Linked DNA regions of Mus musculus: all the other regions are linked to region 4. Evidence: chromatin contacts called from public Hi-C, HiChIP or PLAC-seq and capture Hi-C data. All regions are on one chromosome and are shown on one strand. The core of a region is the stretch at or near the end of the contact, and the rest is flanking DNA. Distances in the headings are between cores, read along the strand shown. Region 1 overlaps Fntb (farnesyltransferase, CAAX box, beta). Region 2 overlaps Fntb (farnesyltransferase, CAAX box, beta). Region 3 overlaps Gm35189 (a long non-coding RNA gene). Region 4 overlaps Gm35440 (a long non-coding RNA gene).

Region 1 (4,071 bases), core at 968-3,467, 890 kb after region 4:
AATACACACTCACATACACACAAATACACTCACACACACACAAATACACACCCCCACACAAATAGACACACATACATACACCCACACACACAAATACACACACACACACACACATACACACACACACACAAATACACACATACTCACACACACATACACACCCCCACATAAATACACACTCACTCACACATATACACACACAAACACGTGCCTTTTGTTTTCTGTTTTCTATTTTAAAAAGGCTCTCTTACAGCCCAGGCTAGCCTGAAACTCAGGATGGGGCTAAAGAAGGCCTTCTGAATGCTGTGATCACCTTGTGGGTACCGAGGGCCACCACACCCAGTCCTGTTTCCAGTGTTTTGTTCTTATAAATGAGTCTTTGTCTCTTTCATGCACGTGGGTGAGTTTCTGTAGGAGTGAAGTTTCTGGGTTTTCTAAGCAAGGCTGTTTTGAGATATTGCCAAACTGCTTTAATCAATTTAGACATACTCTCACCAAGGCTACTCACCAAAGGTTTTGATCTGTGCCAATATAAACTATAATATAGCATTAATGGAAGTCTAAAAATAATCCCAGGTACTTATAAAGGGCACAGAACTAACTCCTAAGACAGCTCTTATAATTTTATATTCCCTTCTGGGCTTTCAAGTTTTTTATGTTTCTTGACTGCTAGCTCTCTGGGGACTGGGGACCATGTGACTTCTCCCACCTGGCTATCCATTCGGCCGTGCCTTCAAAGAGGTCTGGAGTGATGATGTTGGTGAGAGAGGCTACCGAGGCAGCACAGTATGCACTCCTGCAAAGACGGAAACAGGGAAACACATTAGGCTCCAAGGAAAAGCCAGAACGAGGCCCAGAAAAATGCCTGGGTACATTACTGCAGTCACATCTCATTCTTGGCACACAGCTGTTCTTCTTGGGTCTCCGAGAGGTGTGACATTCTGTCTGGATGGAGTTGCTCACGACACGGCTTCAGTGAAGGAACATGGCATTCTCTGTCTCCGCACAGGCATACTACAGCCTCAGAATTGATGGTCATATCAATTCATCTCAAAAATAGATTGAGCCCTTTTTCCAAAGACCTACCAACGGTTCCCACATCTCATCTGGTGTTGATGAGGTTCGTTCGGATGTCTCACTGCTACGGACTCAGGACCTCTGTCTGAACTCACTCCGAAGCAGGCCACCACACTCTACTAGCTGCTCAAGCCACACAAGAGAGACAGGAATTGGTACATCCTTATGCCTCTAGAGAAAAGAGCTCTGATTTCAAGTGTTGTCATCAGATACGCAGAAACACACCTTTCAGCAAAAAAAAAAAAAAAAAAAAAAAAAAAAAAAAGTAGGAACAGTGCTTTGGATATGGCTCAGTTGGTAAAGTGCTTACCAAGCACGCACAAAGCCCTAGTTGTGCAAAACTGGTCATGGTAATGTATGCCCTAATCTCAACACTCAAGAGGCAGAGGCAGGGGGATGGCAAGTTCAAGGTTATTCTCAACTTGAGATACATGAGATACTGTTTCAAACGGAAAACATAAGAAGGTAGCCCTGTCTTTCCGGAAGGCAGGGTAGTTCTGGGGATCTAACTCAGGGCTGTGCACACGCCATGAGCATTCTCTTCCACTAAGCTCTATTTCCAGCTATCTGAAAATGAGCAAATAAAATAAAATAAAATATGATTTGAGATACTCTTGTCATTCTATTCGTTCAGTCATAAGTCTCAGGACATTCATCTTCTCCACCTGTCATGGAACCCATTCATACAGTCTTTTCCAATACCCACCATGGAAAGTCAAAAATTATTTCTTTGAATTCTACTTACAAATCCTGACTCTAAGAGCTCAGAAGGAACAGGAGAGGGAAGGAAAAGAAAGCTTGGCTCCCATCTTATTCTATGTATAGACTTAACATGAAGCCAACCTTACTGAGGCATTCTATAGAAATCTCTGCAGAAGCCACGGGCTTGAATGTCCTATCAGCATTTATGACCGGCCAGGCTTCCACTGGCCAAAGGCACAGCAGAGGTTGAGCTGCGCCAGCAGGCATCCTGAGTGCACAAGAGAGAGTCAAGTGTGCCGAGGGCCAAATGCTGTCGTTTACCATATGCTAACTTTGAAGGTATGATCTAATTTCCTCCAGGCCTTGAGCTGCTCACAAAGGCCCAGCACTGTTTTCGGAGGCTCTTGAATCCTAATGAGGTAGGGAGGGGGCCTGTAATGCAGTCTGCCTTTCATCAGAACTGACAGGGGAGGCAGTTGTGGAATTCTGTCCTCCAGGGTGTGACGTGGCTGCTACAGTCTTGAAATCAGAGCAGTTGTGATGACTTCAATAGATCCTCACAAGATAGTGTCTATTAATATTCCTGTGTAGGAGGAGGGTGGGGGCGGGGCATCAGACCCTTATTGGAGACACTGGCCACTTCTTTTCTGAAACCTGCTTCCCCACTAGGTGTATGTAATCCTGACCTGAGCTGTACGTGGTCTTAGGTGCTAGAGAGTATGTAGGAGGTAGAAGATTGCTTGGGGTGAGGATCTGAATAAAGCAGCTATCATGACTAAACTGTTTCTTTGGCCTGTTATTTTCCAATCTACTGAGGGTGAACAGAAATTCGCCTCCTAGGACAAGACAATCAGCAACTAGTGGCCGGGCAGGGGATGAATGGAACCAGAGATGAGTTGAGGGCAGTACAGTTACATGGCCTCTGCTAAAGGAGATGGGCTAGCAACTGAGGCTGAGCCATCTGAGGGAAGAGCATCCAGGGGGCGCTCCAATGTGGCCTTCTTTCCCCATGTGGTCTGGATAAGCATGTCTCCATGCTGGAACAGCAAGTGAAGCCTCCCCAATAATGATGTAAGACATGAAACAGAAGCTGAGCTGTCTAACCCAAAGTCTGCAGGGGAGATCCCAGGGCAACTGTCCTCCTCTCTACTCCTTGATGTGACACAGGGTGACAGGCTTCTTGATGTCTGTATTAGAGACACCCTCAGATGGTTGATGGACCCAAGAATAAATCACCATCCCTGACGCCTCCATGTACGGATGGAATAGGACAGCCAAGAAAACCAAGACTGTGGCCGATGAGACAAGCAGCAGAAACTGAGCTGTCTGCCCGGAGGATGGAATCTGCTCACGGGAGGGAGGAGTTAGAGTGGGATGGGGCATGTGGGTGTTGTACTCCATGTTAGCCTTCCAGCAGGATGCCCTAGCCTAGATAAAGACAAGAGGGAGAGGTGCTGGCTTGCCACTGCTTAGGGCTGGAGCAAACAATGGGAAAGTGTAAATTGGATCTGTACAAATAACCCTCTGCAATCCAAGAGTCTGGAACGCGTGGGAAAAATCAAACAGGGAAACGAGGTAGAAACGATAGCAAGGGAAGGAGGCCTGGGAGAGGAGCAGGTGAGAGTTCTGTGTGTTCAGCAGGGAGCTAAGAAGGACATTAAAGCAGTGGGCGCCTTGGGACTGGGTTATGGGTCTTTTGAGGTTTGCCAGTGACCACGCTGTGTAATGATCTCTGTGAGGAAGGAGAGGTGCTGGTGGACCTGGGTAATTTAGACTGGCATGTCCATCTGGTTTGTAAAGGGCTAAAGCCATCAAGAGGAGGTTTGAAAAAGAAAAACCAGATAAAACGGCCTGTTCGTGTCCGGGTCACTTGAAAGCAAATGAGGCAAAAATCTGTGTTCACATGGAATTCGTAAAAAAGCTGACAGAAAGTCAAATACATTATGAGCTTCTAGTATAGTGTTTCTCAACCTGTAGGTCGAGACCTCCTTGGGGTCCAACAACCCTTTCACAGAGCTCACCTAAGATCATCAGAAAACACAGATGATTTGCATTACAATTCATAACAGCAGCAAAATCATGGTTATGAAGAAGCAACAAAAATAATGTTAAGGTTGGGGGGTCACCACAACATGAGGAACCATTCCCTAAAGTGGAAGAGGACAGTGGTGCCCAATGCTGTGGGGGAAGGAGCCTTGAGGGTGAGAACTGCCACAGCCACTTCCCTAACAAGGTGGCCAATGCTGCTCATACACAAGGGCCTTGCAGGGCAACTAAGCGCCCTGTGATGTG
Region 2 (4,059 bases), core at 228-2,727, 910 kb after region 4:
GAAATATGAATTCTAAGGGTTAATGGCTTAATTCTTTATTATCTCCTCCATCCACATTCATCACAAGACATCCTTCCCAGGGAGGCGAGAATGAGAGGTTATTGTTAAAAGAGAATGAATGAGACAATGTAAGTTCTGTTCTTCTGACCTGACAATGTGACCAAGGCAGGGGCTCTGGGACTAGGGAGGGCTCCAGCGAGCCTCCACGAGTCTTGGCACAGCTGCTACCTTCTGCTGTGGGAAAACCAAACCTGGCTCAGGACACTTGCTTCCCAAACTCCTTGCCCTCCAGAGTACAAGGGAGTGGGGGCACACAGCCCAGAAGACACGCTCTCAGTAAACCCCTTAGATTCAGTTCCTGGCCGTCCTTTCCTAGGTCTGGTATTTTCAAGGTTGGGGGCAGGGTCAGTTTTTGTGTTTGTTTTTCTTAAAATACGACCCGTGATGAGCACGAGGTGCCACTTTACAAGCTGCACCTGCACCAGCAGTGTGGGGCACCGCTACGTTGCTCACATGTCTTGTCATCAATCAGAGGTCAATGAGACTGTGAGTCTCACACGGCACTGGTACCCAAGACAGTTACCCACCTAGTCCTGTGGAGAGCTGGCCTGTTCCCAGCCTTTACACCTCCATGGAGGTGTGTAAGGAAGGTAAGAGTGTTTTGATTCACAGTAGTACATGCTTTCCGTGGCGTTTCGTCATAACTGTCAGGCATGATGGTGAGGACTTCTTCTCAAAGGTCAAAGCCAGAGTACATGGGAGGCTGAGGCAGGAGGATCACTGTGAGTTGGAGGCCAGCTTGGTCTATAGAGTGAGTTCAAAGCAGCTACACACAGAGACTTTCCTTATCTGAGTAAATGGGGGTTTTTGTTTGGTTGGTTTTGGTGGGTTTTTTTGTTTGTTTGTTTTTACTGTTGTTTTGTTGGAGACAAGGTTTCTCCATGTAGCCCTGGCTGTATGTAGACCAGGCTGTCCTTCAGCTCACAGACATCTGCCTCCCAAGAGCTGGGATTAAAGGCCTGGACCGACACCACCTTGTCTTTAAAAAAATAAAATAAAATAAAAATAGAGGGGGAAGGTGGAGAGGGAGAGGAAAAGAGGGAGGGAGTAGAAGAGAGGGAGGGAGAGAAAGACGGAATGAAGAAAAAACATCCCAGACCTCCTCTGGAAGTTGAAAGAGTTGCTCTACCCACCAGTTTAGAGCAGAGCTTCTGTGTGGAGGAGTTTCCGGAAGTTGCTGGAGGTCAAGGGAAGGGCAAGGGTTTCTCTGTAACAAGGTTTTCTCCCCGTTTACATCAAATAAAACAGGAGCAAAAGGAATTCCAAATCCAGGACGCGATTCCAAAGTATACCCCAGGCTCCCCAAAGCCAGAACTCACTCTGTGGCCACTATCTGGGGGATGGGTTCGTCAAGGAGCTCCAGGCTGTGCAGGATCCAGTAGCAGAGCCAGGGGCGGCTGGCATCCAGACACTGAGGGGGACCGGGAGAAAACACACCCTTTAGTCAGTCGCTCCAAGGTCCTGTGACAAGGCTACATCTGTCTTAGTTCCTGAAGCCTAGCAAGGGGAGGAGGAGGCAGGCACTCTCGCTCCCTCGGACAACAATCAGCAAAAGAAGGGTGCTTTCATCTGTGACAACAGAACAACAGGGAACAAGTCTTAAACTCTTCTTAAGTCCCTGCTGCAGGAGTCCAAGCAAGGCTGAGCAGAGAACTTACACACAGGGCAGTTAACTGCTGCTGGTTTCCCTCTGCAGACAAGGAAACACATCTTCCTTCTCACAAGGACATTTCCTGAATTCACTCATTTACAGATTCAGCAAATATTTGGTATCTGCTTGTGCCAGACCTTAGACACTGGGGGCATGTCGATGTCAGAAACTGATTGTGAGTCTTGGGGTGCTCAGCACGTGGAATACTGACTGGCATGGCTATCTTAGAGAAAGACGCAGTAGACACATAAGCCTGAGTTACCCAGTGTCTTCCCGGAACGAGGTTAGCAAAGCACCTGTTAGGTGCTCGGAGGACCCGGAGAAAGATGAGTGTGTCTGGAGACAGGGCAAAGGCTTCTGGAGGTGATGCGTGCACAGACCTTGATCCTAATTCAAGTCAAACATGACAGCTGAGCAGCCCGTGCTCCACAGGGCAGGTGGTACCAGTTACAGGTTCTATATGTTTAAAGTACATCAACAAGGTCTGGGGAGACTCATTTTCTCCAGGTTATAAAAGAAGTAAATGCCAGAGTTGGGGTGTCGGCTGTGTTACCCGGGTTACCTATGCTAGGCTTGGAAAACCCCTACACACACACACACACACATCAAACATCGAACTCTGAAATAAAAGTCAATTAAAGGCAGTGCTATCCTTTGTAAAGGGAGGCAGGGAGATGGGAGCCCTCCCTGCTGGTCACAGCCTTTTCTACCCCCACACGGCTCTTAGGCCCTTCCATCATCTCATGGCTCTTAGGATCATGCTTTAAGATTTACTCTGTTTAGTGCCCTCTGGGATTCAAGTCCTGGTCCTCTGGCCAAACTGACTTTGATCTCCAAGTAAAGGGAGTCAGGAGAAAGCAGGCTGTGATCAAATAATGAAGGACAGGCCTAGCCCATCTAGAATGTTCCACTAGCTCTGGGGGTCTAGGGGCTGACAAAACTGGAGAAGATTTTGTTTTGTTTTGTTGGTTTGGTTGTTTTTTTGGTTTTTTTTTTTTTGTTTTGTTTTGTTTTTGTTTTTTTGAGACAGGGTTTCTCTGTGTAGCCCTGGCTATCCTGGAACTCGCTCTGTAGACCAGGCTGGCCTCAACCTCATAGAGATCTGCCCTCCTGTCTCCTCCTCCTGAGCGCTGGGTCTAAAGGCATGTGCCGTCACCTCTTAGCTGGAGAAGCCTTTCTTTAGCCCATAAGTAGAGCATCAGCTCTGAACCAGCAGTCTGGTTCCTGCCAGAGCCATGTGACCCAGCGGGCGCATCTGCAACAGGTGAGACCAACAACAGCCTTCATGTTCAACCAGAAGCACTGCCCAGGGCTTGACCGGAAGTCCCCAGGCCATGTCTTACCTCATAGGCATCTGTCAGTTGTCGAAGGCCTCTTTTCAGATAATGGAAGTGCTTCTCCCTCTGCAAAATGAGCCTGGAAAGAGAAAGAGTCTGTAAGCCCTTCTGCAAGCTCACACGAGCACACGCACGCTCTGACACACACCTGTTAGGACACTGCCCAGAGTCATTACGTGGATTCCTGGTAACTTCAGTATGTACAAAAAGTAACTACACCAAGGGCAAAGAGGCAGACGGCTGAGTTCTCTGGGTGCCTGCACGCTGTTCTGAGAGGAAACACCTTGTGAAGGAGGGGACTGCCCTGCACTGGGCACACAGCACATGATGGTTGGTGCTGACAGTCTACTGGAGATCTTCTCCAGGACCCAGGGACTGCAAGCAATCTGAAGGGCAGCACCGGCCATGCTGTAAACAATCTAACTCAGAACCTTGCTGCTTCCGCCTCCCCCACTCAGTCCTTTCTTCTGAGACCACTTGTCTGAGATCTGTATTTTTGTCCCCTGCCCACCCCTTGGTTGTCCATCTGTTACTCTGGCCCCAAAATTCCACCTCCCACGTGCTGACCCACAGCCCTGGCCAGAGGATGCTTTTTGTATTCCAAGGGCCAGGCACACCCATAGCACTGGGGTCAGCAATACTGGCTTTAAGATGGAATGTGCTGCCCATGGCCACCTGCAAGGGCGAAGAGGGAGGCGGGACTTCTTGCTTAATGTTGAAAGATGGCCTGTGTGGTTATGGAAGAATGAAAAGCGGAAAGAATGTCGAGACGTTCACTGAGCCTGCTGACTACAGGAATAACGGGGGAAAGAAGCACTCTCTTCTAGGTAGTCAATAAACAATTGTTTCCAGAACTCCCACTGCTCCCTGCTCAGAATACGATCACTGATGTGGTCTCTATCTCAGAAGAGCCTTCCAAGGCAAGAAGAGAAATTCTGGCTCAAAAGAAAAGCAATGGCGGTGGTGTACCCACCTGTTGTAGTCCTAGCCCTCCAGAAGGCAGAAGGATCA
Region 3 (4,026 bases), core at 1,180-3,679, 740 kb after region 4:
GTGTGAACTCACACCTATGACCCCAGCACTGGGAAGATAAAAACTGGAGGCTCGTCCCATCATGGTCATCCTCGGCTACACAGTAAGTTGGAGGTCAGCCTGGGCTTCATGAGACCTGGTCTCAAAAAGAAAAAGAAAAGGGTGGAGGGTGGGCATGGGAAACATTCACTATCTTCCTGCAGGGTGTGAGCTTCCACTCTCCTGCAGTCCCCACCACTCCCTATTCTATCACACCTCATCTAATATGCTCGCCGAAGCTATCTGCTTGGCTCACACAGGTACCTGAGCTTTTAGCCTGTTTTATGACTGTTTCCCAACCTGCCTGAGAGCAACTGCAAGTTTCCAGTCCTTTCCCGTTTGAGTGCTTGCTTTCTTCAGCATTTCCTGGCCCCTCAGCGCACTTCAGAAGTCATTTCAATTCTTGTTCAGACGGAGAATTTTTTTCCCTTTCCATCTTACGGTTTCACCAATGCCACTAAGGTCTCTCTGAGCAGGAGTCAGGCAACCTCGCCTCTTTGAAGTAGTGCTTTGGTCTCTGCATCTTCTGTGACCCTCAGAGAGGTCAAGAGGTCAGTGAGGGGTGAGTGGCATGTGTTCTTCTCTGGGGGCTCAGGGGCACAGGGGAGGGTCCACTCTCCTGGCAGCTGGAAAAACAGGGAGAGATCTCTCCCAAGCTCTGTATACACATGCTGCTTCAGACACACGACAGGCTTCATTTAATCCCCTATGAAACCCACCCCTGCCCTAAAAATGTTAATTGATTCAGACAATCATCCTCAGCTAGAGGTACACTTTGGTCAAGTCAGACCAGCTCCAGAAGCAACTGTTACACACCCGGCAATGGGATCTTGAAATCAACCAAGGTAAACGTATTTACACCAAAGAAATCCGAAAAGTGGCGTAAACAAAGACTTTCTGAGGGGCGGGAGGAGGCAGTTTCCAACATACTGCTACTGCTTCGGGCCTACTCAGCATTCTCTTCTGTCACAGCAATGGGGAGAAACTGTCAGCTTTGTTTGATCTCGTTCCATCGTGAATGCGTATCTGTGTGTGGGAATGTGCACACGTGCCTGTAAGTGCCCCTTAGAGTCCAGAGAGAGGGTCCACGACCCTCTGGAACTAGAGTTACATGCAGTTGTAAGTTGTCCAACACGGGTGCTGGGCACTGAACCCCAGGACCTCTAGAAGAGCAGCAAGTTCTAAGCACTGAGCCATTTCTCCGGTCCAATTCTGTTCTCTTTTTAAAAGAACTATAATTTGGGGTTTAAGATACACTGTAGGTGTTCAGTTTAATGATCCCACATGGGTGTGTCAGTGAAGACATGCTGTGGCCATGTTTCATTGAATTAATGGTGCATTTTAGAGTATGAGAATTAAGGTTATAAATGTCAATAACAATATGGGACACAGGGCACCAGCCTCCATGTCCAGTGTCATGTCCCCCAGGTCACAATGTTCTAAAGCAGGCATTCTGACTACTAAATTCACTCTTCTTTTCGTTTAGAAGGGAAGAGCACAATAGTTCAGCCTTTAGAGTGGGCAGGCGTGATGCGTTGTGTTGTGTGGTTCTGGGATGCAAACCCTGGATCTCCCACAGGCTAGGCCAATACTGTGTCAATGAGCCACACCCCTAGATCCATCGTCTTCATCCTCCAGTCAAAAGAAGTCTGAACCAACCATTCTCTGGGCAATGGGTTTAACCACCAGAGAAGACGGCACTAAAATTAAGTGAAAATGAGTGAAATTGGAACCAGTCTCCAAACTGGGGTGAGGCCCAGCTGGCGCTGGGAGTTCACAGGCAGTGCACACACTGCCACCCCACATCCTCTAGTGAGTCAGTCACCTTCCTGGTTCCACATGAGTGGCCCAACGCTTCACACTTTCTTTCTCTGTCTCAGTTTCTCCCACCCAGCTTCTTGCCTGAGCAGTGTGTGGAGGTGAAGGAAGAAAAAGCTACACAGGCCTTGAAATATCTCTCTCTGCAAGGAAGAGCCAGGAGAGTATCGGGGCCCAGGCAAACTTCCTCCAGGCGCCACCCAAGCCAGCAGCGCAGAAGAGGTGCACTTGCAGGCCAAACCTTTGAGAACTCCTCCTGCTGACGCCAAGCTGCACAGGATGCCAAGAGAGCAGCAGTGCAAACAGAAACCGCGGTGCAGATCCCTTCGTGAAAACCCATTCGGCAGTCTGGCAAGCAGCCCTGCCCTCTGCTACTTTATTCCCTCGATTCATTGACGTAGATTCTTTCATATCATAACAGCAGCTGGCCAAACCCAGCTGGAATGTTTGGTAGCCTTCACCTCCTTCTTTTCAGGGTGAAGGTTGGAAAGAATCCTCTCAAAGAAGACCCACAATGCACTGCAGTAGGAAGGCTAATAGGCCCGCTCTACCCCCACGCTGGATGCACTTCCTCTTCCTAGCTCTAGGGGCGCCACAGCCATGAAGCTGCGCTGCTTTGTCCCGCTGGGGAGCATGCTGGTTGCAGGGCAAGGGCTGCTGCTTGGTAACCACCCCCACCTCACATATGCGAGGTTGATGCGCCTAAGGAGTGCTGGGATTTCACTATGGTTTATCCCTGAACTCATCCTGAAGTGAAGCACTGTGACATATTAGGAGGGTAGACATTTAATCCAACTGTGGAATTTACAGGAAGGGCTTTGGAAGGGTGAATAAGTGAATCCTGGCGGCTTTGTAGATAGAAGATGGGCCCGTGAGATGGTTCAGCAGGTAAAGGCTTGCGGCCAAGCCTGACAACTTGAGTTTCATCCAGGGACCAATATGGTAGAAGCAGAAAAACAACTCCAGCAAATTGTCTTCTGGCCGCCATACAAACACCTCAGCATATGCATGCCCACACAGAAATAAATCAAATAAAAAAATTTTTAATTAAAAATAAGAATAAAAGGAGGAGAAGCAAGGTGTGGTGGCACATGCCTGTAAGCCCAGCAGAGGCAGGAACGTTGCTGAAGGCTTTTGCCTGGTCTGCACAAGGAGTTCCAGGCCAGCCTCAGCTACACACACACACACACACACACACACACGTGCACTTTCTGTCTCTTCCCATGCAATGTTATGTGACGCCTCACAACTGTCAGCAAGGTCATCACCATGGCCAGATATAGTGACGAATGCCTGTAATTTCAGACATCTCTCCACCTGAGGGTAGAAGCAGGAGGGTCAGGGATTCAAAGCAATTTCAAGGCTAGCCTAGGCTACTTAAGAACCTGTTTCTAAAAAAAAAAGAAAAGAAAAGAAATATATAATTACCAGATATAACACTTTGGCCTTGCCCTCTCCGACTCACAAATCAAATTTAACCTCTTTTCATTATAAAGTAGCCTGCCTCTGGTATTTTATTACAGTAATTAAAATGGTATGTAACAGTAATGGATCTTGTTGTTGTTGTTGTTGTTGTTGTTGTTGTTTATTAAACTCCCATTTCAGAGTTGAACTTGTTGGGGACACCTATCCAAAGAGACTGCAGAGATTAGTCCTTCTCTGATCTAACGTACTCCATATCGCATAAAACTGTAGCTCCTTGCCCGAGTGATTCCAGTGTGCTACATTCCACATGCGAGTGCTGAGACAGAAGGATTCAACATCTCATTTACACAAGTGAACAATCACCACCTGCCCAGCGCAGACCATGGCACAGACGGAAAACTCACTTGCACACACTCGTCAAACCAAATTAGGAACATGTGGACACATGGGCAGATCAAAACCAAATCACTAAAACAGACATGCCTCCCTCCCCCGGATCACCTAAGAGGAAGAATCCTCACACTGGGTCACAGCACCCACCCCAACCACCAGATCCTAGTCCCTGTTCCCAGAGTTTCCATCCAACACGATCCTGTCGAGGTGACCTGCTCTGGACAGCCATTTGCTCTGAACTAGCTTTTCGTCTTGGCCAAGCTCTGTGTTCATCCCTACCCAGCTCCAACATCTCAGTCACCAGACTCATTAACATTCAGCATCCGCAGTGACTCTCCTGGTACCAGCCCTCCTCTCTAGCCTTTAGTAAGG
Region 4 (3,952 bases), core at 362-2,861:
CTCCATGACAACCATGGTGTGTTTTACTTCACACCCCCTCCCCCTCCCATGGATCACCTAAGGCCCTGTTTTACTTTTTAGCTGCAAGACCCTCTGACCATTCTGAGTGCATTAATAGGATAAACAAAAAAGTTTCTTCTTTTAAAAGTAGCTTTTAGTCATTTCAAGTAATCTATGAAGGCATCCTCTTTAAAAAATCAACATTACAGAGAAGACAGACATCTGTCATTTCTATTCTCATTTTTATTCCAGAGGTAGCTCTCCCTATCAGTTAAATGAGCCTCATGCATTTTGCAATGCATTAAACATGTATGTTACCTTACCTGTAGAGAAACACACTGTGTTGTATGGTTAGGCTTTTTACATATGTCATGATAGCATGTGTCACTCCGTGGCTTCATCGTCTTTGCTCAGTCAGTAGTAGTTTCTGAGTTCTTTACCTGTCAGTACACATAATACATTATTTTAAAGTCTACCTTAAGTGTCTGGGAGCGGGCTGGTGAGATGGCTCAGTGGGTAAGAGCACCCGACTGCTCTTACCGAAGAGTCCAGAGTTCAAATCCCAGCAACCACATGGTGGCTCACAGCCATCTGTAACGAGATCTGACTCCCTCTTCTGGAGTGTCTGAAGGCAGCTACAGTGTACTTACATATAATCAATAAATAAATCTTAAAAAAAAAAAGTGTCTGGGAGCATAGCTCAGTGGCACGGTGGTGGTGTGGCTTGCATAGAGCCCCTGGTGGTGTGGCTTGCATAGAGCCCCTGGTTTCACGCCCTGCACTGCACTAAGCAAACAAAGACGTTGCTCTGTATCTGTGTTTTTGGATGAGCCGATGTACTTAGCCAGCTCCGTTTAGGCGGCCATGTAAGTCACTTCACATTTTAGTAGCTGCTGTCAAGTCACTCTACAAAGCTTGTATCCCTGACAGCAGAATATGGAAATAAGCTGGCTTAGCTTTTGTAGATGTTTTCTAGGGTTTGGGAGTCCATTTTCCTGCTTGACCATGAAACTGAGTACGTTTGCTGTGTATTTATGGGCTATTTGTACTTCTTTGTCTGTGAACTGGCATTTTGTATCTTTGCAATATTTTCCTATTAGATTTTTTCATTTCTTTTTATTAAAGAGATTCTTTATATATTCTAGATACTGATCCTATATTGAAAGCATTTTGCCCCTTTGTCTCTTAAGTTTTTATGTTTTTTTTTTCAGCCATAAAGATGTTCTTGGTGTTAACATAGTCCAATTTATTAGTCTTATATACCCTAGGGATTTTTGCACATTGTTTAGAAATCTCTATTATGACAAATCGGGGGGGGGTGTCTTCCTCAATTCTATGGTTTCTTTGTGCATCTTGGTTATTAAGGACTGAGGTGTTCTAGGCAAAAAAAAAAAAAAAAGGTCGCACACACATTTCAGGTGTCTCAACAACCCAGCTGTGACTGCCACCTTGACAGGTCAGAACTGGCCCGGCCCTCCAGGCACGCGCGATCCCAGAAGTGTCCAGCAGAGGGCGCTGTCTGAGCAGGTCTGCCAGTCTCCACTAGGGCCCCGGAAGGATTCTGTCTCACCAAAGAGAACATTTTAACTGCTCAGAAATTAGTAAATTCCAGTGAGAGAGGCTGTAGCTGAGCCAGGAAAAAGACCAGGAGCAAAGTCTGTTTCTCTGTGTACTCCACAGTGGGAAGTGAATCGGGCCAAGGGGAAAGTGTCCTGGCGGCCTCTGTGTTTTCATGGCAGCCGAGAGCGCGCAGATCAAAGCGCTCCAGCATCACAGAAGGTTTTCTCCAAGGGAAGCTTCCATGTCTGTTTAAGTCTGGTCCACACTCCTGAGATGAAAGCTCCAGTTTTACAGAGGAAATGCTATTTACTGGACAAACAACAGGCGGGATGGAGACATGTAATCCCCAAATTTAGTCTGATTTCATCAATAATTCAAAATCCTGGCTCCTTTTGCATGAGGGGTGGGGCAAAAAGAGGCCAGTGGCCAGAGGCACAGCTGACTTCAGAAGGGAAGTCCAGGAATTACCAAACAATTCGCTTCAGTACAGCTCCCTTCCAGCCTCGCCAGCGCCGCCGTGTACTGAGCTAACAGGGCTGGTTTCGTTGGCTTGTTTAGTATTGTTGATGTGGGTTCAACTGCATCATGGAACCAGAGGAGCATTGACAATGAAGCCCATAGATCAGCATAAATATATTGATCCAAATGAATGTACGATTCTGAACAAGCCTCTGTGTTCACGGGTGGGTTTTTCCTGCTTGCCACTCAGAAACTTTGAGCCTTCCTCTGCACCTAGCTGTGTGGCTGGCTCAGGAAGGCTTGGTGAGAGAGTGTGGCTCCTTTGTCTTTCAGAATCAGGGAAGCACTGGGCCACCTGAATACACAGCCCTTTTCCCCACAGATGCCTGGGAGTGTTAGAGATTTTCAGATGGGCGAGGGTTTCCATAACCCCTTTTGCCTTCCATTAACACTGCTTAGAAACAGCCCCTGCATTAATTATCTTCAGCCATTTCTTTTGAGCATACTCTTTGATCTCTGCCCCAACCTTGACTAACACAGAAACCTAGATCCATCTTAATTCCTCGTGCTTAAAACAGGTCAAATGTAGTCAATGTTTACTGTAGGTTTGGACTTCATCGTCGACACAAATAATTTGTTAAGTCCAATAGTGGCTGCTGTCTCCATGCCTTTTCCAGACACAGATCAAGACAATGTAAATATGCCTTTAAAAACCCTGCTGGGGAGGGACAGGGTATATAGCTGGGCTGGGAGAGCTTGTGTCCAGTATGTTTGATCCCTGGCATTGCTCTCGTCCCCCATCCCCACGTCCCCAATGCCATCTAGATACATCTTCTGCCATTCTCTACCATTGGTTTATCAGAGCCCCTTCCCCCAGGCTCACAGAAATGTCTCATTTGCTGTAAATAGTCTCCAATTCAGTCATAAACTTTGAAAGCAAGAACCTGGAAGCTGAAAGGATCAGAGGACCCAATTTGGAGGCCCATGATGGTCTGACTGATTCATTAAGGGAAGGCTGTAGGTAGTTGCCAGAGACGTAAATTGCATTTATATGCTGCCCTCCCCTTCAGGGAGGGGATTGCTGTCTTGTAAGCTAAACAGGCAATAAACTGCCACTCTAAGTAGGTAAAGCCATTTAGTCTTCATCTCTCCGGCAGATATACATGACGAAGTGAGGTGCTCCACCAGCCCCCTTCTCCTCACCTTCCACCTGCAAGCTGCAAGCCTAAACAAAGCAACAAAACCCAGAAATGGTGACAGGAGAGAGACCCCAGTCTATATATAGGGTAACCCCCAATAACAGAGAGCTTTTAGACACCTGCTTTAATTAAACCCTGAGCCCGTTTGGTGGCCCCCTTTCTTTTCCTTGCGCTACTGAGGATTGAACCCAGGCCCTGCATGTGCTACCGCTGGGCTATATCCATTGCTCTTTTTAAATTTTATTTTGATACAAGGTTTCATTGTATAACCCAAGCTGGCCTCAAACTTGAAACTTTCCTGCCTCAGTCTCTCTACCTGGCTGAGGGTATAGCCCTGTGCCACCGTGTCCAACTACTGAGCCTTGTCCCACAGACTCCCCTAGATTTTTTCACCTCTCCTTCCTGGCTGTTCCTCTTCATCTGTGGACTCTTGCCCAGACCACTTTCCATCTCGTTTTCAGCCCTTATGCACTGACACCTTGATCATCTACATTTTAGGACTGTTAAAAATCTCTGTGTTTGCATTCAGTTGCCACCTCTGTCCCCTTGCTTTGAGTCCCCTGGGCCACCACAGTACCTTTACAATGTGCTGACACTCCTGCCATCAGTATGGCCTGCAAACCGGTGTGGCCCAATCCTCCCACCACTTCTGTGTCCTCTGACGCCATGCCCCCGTATGCTGTTTGGGTTTCTTGCTTTCTCCGTGTAACCCAGAGGCTCTCAAGCCTTCCAGT

What was found. Hi-C and Micro-C count contacts between places; a contact is called where the count stands out from the background. HiChIP or PLAC-seq counts read pairs in DNA pulled down with a chosen protein or histone mark. Capture Hi-C pulls out chosen DNA fragments and counts their contacts.
Region 1: a Hi-C map of embryonic stem cells shows a contact between it and region 4, with 12 times the contacts expected there. The contact joins two enhancer-like sites. A contact is called at or near these places in 1 of 15 datasets of contacts at CTCF or cohesin (pro-B cells) and 1 of 484 Hi-C or Micro-C datasets (embryonic stem cells).
Region 2: a capture Hi-C map of embryonic stem cells shows a contact between it and region 4, with 3 times the contacts expected there. The contact joins two enhancer-like sites. A contact is called at or near these places in 1 of 15 datasets of contacts at CTCF or cohesin (pro-B cells), 2 of 115 datasets of contacts at active chromatin or transcription factors (astrocytes and embryonic stem cells) and 1 of 9 other capture datasets (embryonic stem cells).
Region 3: a contact with region 4 is called in an H3K27ac HiChIP or PLAC-seq map of embryonic stem cells, with 11 times the contacts expected there. The contact joins two enhancer-like sites. A contact is called at or near these places in 2 of 15 datasets of contacts at CTCF or cohesin (embryonic stem cells and large pre-B cells), 3 of 484 Hi-C or Micro-C datasets (cerebral cortex, cortical neurons and embryonic stem cells) and 7 of 115 datasets of contacts at active chromatin or transcription factors (bone marrow-derived macrophages, embryonic basal ganglia, embryonic hindbrain and 3 more).

The regions. Positions count from the first base shown.
Region 1 is chr12:76,894,052-76,898,122 of GRCm38.p6, reverse strand. Fntb (farnesyltransferase, CAAX box, beta) reads right to left here. Exons shown (of 12, transcript NM_145927.2): 7 at 710-796. Gm46358 (a long non-coding RNA gene) reads left to right here. Exons shown (of 2, transcript XR_001780630.2): 2 at 674-2,559. Among named protein-coding and RNA genes, the nearest start is that of Gm46358, 14 kb to the left of the region's middle. Within about 2 kb of position 2,217, at least 36 of the 459 cell types and tissues checked have an H3K27ac peak or open chromatin away from gene starts, as enhancers often do. A contact at or near this core is called in embryonic stem cells, where this site is marked.
Region 2 is chr12:76,872,444-76,876,502 of GRCm38.p6, reverse strand. It overlaps Fntb (farnesyltransferase, CAAX box, beta), which reads right to left. Exons shown (of 12, transcript NM_145927.2): 3 at 3,055-3,127; 4 at 1,380-1,471. Among named protein-coding and RNA genes, the nearest start is that of Gm46357, 6.7 kb to the right of the region's middle. Within about 2 kb of position 1,477, at least 23 of the 459 cell types and tissues checked have an H3K27ac peak or open chromatin away from gene starts, as enhancers often do. A contact at or near this core is called in embryonic stem cells, where this site is marked.
Region 3 is chr12:77,037,899-77,041,924 of GRCm38.p6, reverse strand. It overlaps Gm35189 (a long non-coding RNA gene), which reads left to right. Exons shown (of 5, transcript XR_872836.1): 4 at 1-82; 5 at 1,899-3,331. Among named protein-coding and RNA genes, the nearest start is that of Gm35189, 15 kb to the left of the region's middle. Within about 2 kb of position 2,429, at least 124 of the 459 cell types and tissues checked have an H3K27ac peak or open chromatin away from gene starts, as enhancers often do. A contact at or near this core is called in embryonic stem cells, where this site is marked.
Region 4 is chr12:77,779,135-77,783,086 of GRCm38.p6, reverse strand. It overlaps Gm35440 (a long non-coding RNA gene), which reads right to left. Exons shown (of 4, transcript XR_381711.3): 2 at 324-440. Among named protein-coding and RNA genes, the nearest start is that of Gm35440, 31 kb to the right of the region's middle. Within about 2 kb of position 1,611, at least 49 of the 459 cell types and tissues checked have an H3K27ac peak or open chromatin away from gene starts, as enhancers often do. A contact at or near this core is called in embryonic stem cells, where this site is marked.